2 separate regions of the Mus musculus genome follow, and region 1 is linked to region 2. Evidence: chromatin contacts called from public Hi-C data. All regions are on one chromosome and are shown on one strand. The core of a region is the stretch at or near the end of the contact, and the rest is flanking DNA. Distances in the headings are between cores, read along the strand shown. Region 1 has its middle 18 kb from the start of Vps13b. Region 2 has its middle 65 kb from the start of Nipal2.

Region 1 (2,700 bases), core at 195-2,694, 610 kb after region 2:
TGGGATTAAAGGCGTGCGCCACCACGCCTGGCTAGCAATTTTCTTATGGATTGCTTTATTCATTCAATTTATGTGTGTTTACATGTTCCAGGGTGCAGGAGAAGCACTAGTGACAGAGGATGAGAAAGGCAAACCTGCTTATCAGAGCTCTCAGCTGAGTGGGAGATTCCACTATAATACATTTGCATTGAGTGAATTCATCTGGAAGGCCATGGAGGACAGAGCTACTAATGATGGCAGGTGGATGAGGTGGGCCATTGGTGGGTGGGGCGAAAGATCTCTAAATGAAGTCCCAACTACCAATACCCAGTGACACCTGAGCACAGAGAGAGTGAGAGACACAGCTCTGGGGTTAATCCGTCAGGTTTTTTGTTTTGTTTTGTTTTGGGTGTGGGGTGTGGGTGAGACAGGAACTTATTATGTAGACCAGGCTAACCTCAAACCTCAAACTCCTAGAGATCTGCCTGCCTCTGCCTCTGTTTCCTGAATGCTAGGATTAATGGTTCTGTGCCATCTGGCCCAGCTAATTCTGCAGGTTTGGGAAAGTGGGCAGGAGCTATTACAGGACAGTTTGCGTGCACACACACGCACACACACACGCACACACACAGAGAACATATCTTTCCTCTACAGCTGCATCTTGTCATTGCTGGGTCTGGTAGATTTAGCATCAGATGTCAGATAATCTCTCTGATACCTCCAGCTGACTCATCCTTTTCTGTATTTGTTTTTCTTTGTGACTCAATAACTGGGGTGAAGAGAAGGAGTAATTTAGATCATTACAACAGCTTTAAACCAAATACTGAGAACAGCTTTAGTAGCTGAGATAACTGTCTTTAAAGATGTAGCCAGACAACCTGTGTACCAGCACCACCTGCAGGGGGTGAGAAGGCCTGCACAGGCTGTGACACTCAGCAGAGACCTGGGATGCTAGAAAAGCAGGTTGGGGGACTTGTTTTGTTTCAAAATACTCGAATCCTTTTCTTCTTTCTTTCTCTCTCCCTTTTTTTAATGATCATCCTGGTGACTTCTACCTAGGCTTCTGAAAACTTGAGGGCAAGAGTCGTAAAATTAAAATTTATTATTGGTTCCAGGATATAATTAACGATCCTTTGGTGAGCATCTCCTGAAAGCCTAATCTCAGCATCTGAGGAGAACACGAATTTAACGGCAGCCCCTAGCCAAGCTCACGTACACTCTGAGCTTTACACTTACGCACTTATACTTAGAACTTTAAGGTGATAGGTAAATGTTAGTCTGTGGTGTATGCCTTGCTGCTGGGATACACATGTGCTGCAGGCAGACCACTTAAGGATGGGGGTCCAAGACAGGGAGTCCCCAGCCTGTGTTTCCCCGGGTGAGAAACAGCAGGGTCTGGGAAGGATGCTGTGGTTCTCAATCTCCTGTGTACCCAGACGCTACTGGGGACCCAGAGGAGTTGAGAACGGTGGTCTGAGAATCTTAGCATCCTGTATGCACCAGTCAAGAAGGTGATGGCAGGCGCTTGGACTGGGCAGAGTCCAGTTTGTTTCCCAGTGATGGCCGAGAGTACAGAAGGGTTGAAAGAGAGAAGGCCTTCTCTGAGCGATTTAGGGAGGATTTTTTACTACGAAGCCTCCCCTCCCCCCAGTCACTGATAAAGGAGATGATCCTTGTTTGTCCAAACTCACGGCAGATGTGAACGCATATGTCTTACTCAGGAAGAAGCAGGAAGTAAATACCCTTTGCAGGAAAAGATGCCCAGGAAGGGAGCTCATTGGCTGAACACTCAGGCCTCTCTAGACACCTCATTAGCATGGAGAACTCCAGGTTTTTATGCTATGTGACTGATTGTCATGGTCACTTCAGTGCTGTGTCATGGTCATGTGTTCCAGAACAGGTAAGTCTGGCCAGGGTCTGGTTCCAACACATGCTATTCTTAATTATGAGATTTTTCAGGGGTTTTGAACCTGTTTCCACCTTACAGGTCTTCTGTCTGGTGGCACAGTCCACTTGCCCCACAGGTAAAGTTAGGAACTGATTCTATCGAGGAGGCTCAGCCTTCTCCGGAGCAGGCTGGCCAGTACTGCAGCTGTTGTGTTGCTCTCCTACATCTTCCAGGGATGAAGGATAAAGGCTATTTCATAGCTTTTGTTTTAATTAGGTATTTTCTTCATTTACATTTCAAATACTATCCTGGAAGTCCCCTATACCCTTCCCCTGCCCTGCTCTTCAACCCACCCACTCCTGCTTCGTGGCCCTGGCATTCCCCTGTACTGGGGCATATGTTCTTTGCGAGACCAAGGGCCTCTCCTCTCATTGATGGTCTACTAGGCCATCCTCTACTACATATGCAACTAGAGACACAGTTCTGGGGGGGGGGTACTGGTTAGTTCATATTGTTAATACTCCTAAAGGATTGCAGACCCCTTTAGCTCCTTGGGTATTTTCTCTAGCTCCTTCTTTAGGGGCTCTGTGTTCCATCCAATAGATGACTGTGAGCATCCACTTCTGTATTTGCCAGACACTGGCATAGCCTCAACAAGAGATATCAGGGTCTTGTCAGCAAAATCTTGCTGGCGTATGGAATAGTGTCTGGGTTTGGTGGTTGTATATGGGATGGATCCCCGGGTAGGGCAGTCTCTGGATGGCCCTTTCTTCCATCTCAGCTCCAAACTTTGTCTCTGTAACTCCTTCCATGGCTATTTTGTTCCACATTTT
Region 2 (2,700 bases), core at 46-2,545:
AGTCTTTTTTGTTTTTTTACTCTAGATTTTCCTTCATGCCCCTAGCTCAAGGTGCTGTGAGCACGATTTTCAGGTCCAGTGGTTTCTGGATCCAGTAGATGGCCAGGTGAGTGGGAATCCCCTTGGTTACTCCTTTTTTGTTGCAAGCAATCCAACTACAAAAGAGCAAGCTGATTCTTTCAACCTCGGAGCTCCATGAAATCTAGTCTGAAAACTACTCAGGGCTCACCTTCCTGGGATTCCAGGTCAAAGAATATGCTGGATTTGCACTTGAGAGCTCATGGAAATATTCAAATTCCCAGCAAAGAGATCAAGCCTACACCCCTAATCTTATTGCTTGGGCCAAATCTACTTGAATGTGGGCTTCATCCTACCATGTGACCAAGCATTTACAAAATGAGACTGGGTCTCTGTTTCGTGAGAGATCATACAGTAGTTCCAGCAGCACACTATGTGTGTGTATGTGTGTGTGTGTGTGTGTGTGTGTGTGTGTGTGTGTTCATGCTCAGTTGTAGCTTCTACACCTGAAGCCAGCCATCATGCCGGCACTGACCGTTGCTAAGGGGGGCATGTATGTGCTTACCAACTACAGGTTCAGTAACACACAACATCTGGAGGGAGGGAAAACAACCCTAACTGTGACCGACACAGTTCCTTTGGGTAATATGGCTGATACCCTGCTCATGAAGGCGGTGTTTCTCTTGTCCTCTCCTGCTTTCTTCCTCTTGATCATTCTGGAGCCAAGACCCATAGGAAGAGTTGATTTCTTTCCAAATTCGTGCGTTGGTCTTGTTGAATCTGCCAGCCCAGGGCTGCTGACACCACCCCCAGTCAAGCTATGAGAAGCACTAACCACTTCATAGACACAAGCCAAAAAAAAAAAAAAAAAAAAAAAAAAAAAAAAAGCCTCCTTTGTAAGGTATGGAAATGTCAGACGTGCGAGAATTGGGCATCATATTCAGCTACTGTGCCTTTTCCTCAGCGCTCTCAACAGGAGCAGCACCCCAGGAGAACCCCTTCGGCATGCTGCCCCAATAGCATCAGAGACATAAGAGATGATGATGATAAGTGATTATTTCCCTGTCTTAAAAGGTTTTCTTGTGTCACAGAAAGGATTTGTCATGGATTTCCTTCTAAAAGTACACACCCTAAACCCACTTCCACACATGATTCGATTTAACCCGAAAAATCTTTATAAAACACACCTAAATGCTTTTTGAGATACAAGGACAACCACGACTAAAGTGCAGCGGATCTACCCGCCAGCAGGGGGAGCTCTTCCCCCTGGTTCAAGCTGCCATTCCAGTTCTCTAGTGGTCCACCCTTTTGCTCAAAAAACTTTGCTTGGGTTTAAAGAAGGTGGAGTAAAGACAGAAGCCGGCTGTCCAAAACAACAGATACGGGGACGGGATGCGGGGGAGGAGGGTGGTGTACTTTATCCCGAGGGCAGAGGACAGCTACTAAAGGATTCTCAGAAATGTGCGGCTTTGTATTGAGGCATCCTGTCTTTTTTGGCTCAGTATCTGACCTATTTGAGAAATCTATTGAAACACGCCACTTGGCACCGATTGTGATGCTGTTAGAGAGTTCATGGGCAAGACATTCTGAGAAAGGGATTGAAGATAAGCATCAGGAGGAAAGTACACTGCCTCCAGAAAACCAAGAAAGGCAGAGCCACCCTTGAGCTGGACCGCAGTGCAACACAATGCACGCATGGAATCCAAACATGGTCCAGAGACCAAAAGCTCTCATAAGCAAATGAGGAGTGACTTTTCTAAAGAAAGAGCTGGGAAAATGGTATTTCCTTCCTGTGCTGAGAAACAAAGTAAAGATACTCTGGGGAAAAGACGTGAGCTCCTAGGCACACAACTGGGTGCCATCTGTCACCCGCAAACAGCTGTGGCATGGAGAGTACAACCACATGTCTTTAGAGCTTCCCAAAGGAACCAAGAGAAAGTGACGAAAAGGCGAAATCAGTGTCTTCCTAAACGCTTATAACAGAATCAGGCTGCTGGGCTCTCCTTCCTGGGTGACTCTATTTGGCTTCTCATGACTAGATCCTCTCTAGCATCCAGCATCCAGGAGGATCTTTAAATCTGATCTTCTTAGAATCCCTCAAGGGCCTTCCATTACCTCCAGGCTAGAGTCCTAACTCTGTAATGTGATTTGGGAGAGCCCTGCAGACTCTCATCCCCGAGGCCACCATGTCTCAGTTCTTGTCCTTTCTGCTCTCTATGCCTTTCTGAAAGCCTTGCAGTTTTGTGTTTCGGGTGGTTCTGGAGGCCAATGTCCTTCCTTCTGTCTTCCATCACAGTGCTGGTTAGATGTCAAATGCATGTTGGACACTGTCCTGGAGATGGAGACCTGCAAATGCTTTCTCTTCCCTGGGTTCTACCACACTCAGGGTCTCGTTCTCTCAGTGTGTCCCCTTCCATATCCTTTTCCTCGTTTCCGTTAAGATATGGAATTATAAATTACTTCATTATGGGAGCCACCTTGACCCCACAAGAGTGGAAGAGACATTAGACTCTCCCCTAAACAATTCTATGCTTAATCCTTCGGTTTCATTTGTATAACTAGCTACTGACCCCTCGACACCACCATAAACACAAAGGTGGGGCTTTCCTTGCTGTATCTTCATGTTTAGTCCTGCATCTAACACTCCTTGAATTAACAAGGTTTATTATTAATGAAGTCTGG

What was found. A called contact is a pair of places that touch in the nucleus more often than the background predicts.
Region 1: a contact with region 2 is called in a Hi-C map of the N1E-115 cell line, with 7 times the contacts expected there. The contact joins two enhancer-like sites. A contact is called at or near these places in 3 of 39 promoter capture datasets (hippocampal neurons, liver and pre-B cells), 5 of 15 datasets of contacts at CTCF or cohesin (the NIH/3T3 cell line, embryonic stem cells, large pre-B cells and 2 more), 14 of 484 Hi-C or Micro-C datasets (the AML12 cell line, the Ba/F3 cell line, the C2C12 cell line and 6 more), 1 of 115 datasets of contacts at active chromatin or transcription factors (the NIH/3T3 cell line) and 1 of 9 other capture datasets (embryonic stem cells).

The regions. Positions count from the first base shown.
Region 1 is chr15:35,352,102-35,354,801 of GRCm38.p6, forward strand. No RefSeq gene overlaps it. Among named protein-coding and RNA genes, the nearest start is that of Vps13b, 18 kb to the right of the region's middle. Within about 2 kb of position 1,445, at least 3 of the 459 cell types and tissues checked have an H3K27ac peak or open chromatin away from gene starts, as enhancers often do. A contact at or near this core is called in the N1E-115 cell line, where this site is marked.
Region 2 is chr15:34,741,961-34,744,660 of GRCm38.p6, forward strand. No RefSeq gene overlaps it. Among named protein-coding and RNA genes, the nearest start is that of Nipal2, 65 kb to the left of the region's middle. Within about 2 kb of position 1,296, at least 20 of the 459 cell types and tissues checked have an H3K27ac peak or open chromatin away from gene starts, as enhancers often do. A contact at or near this core is called in the N1E-115 cell line, where this site is marked.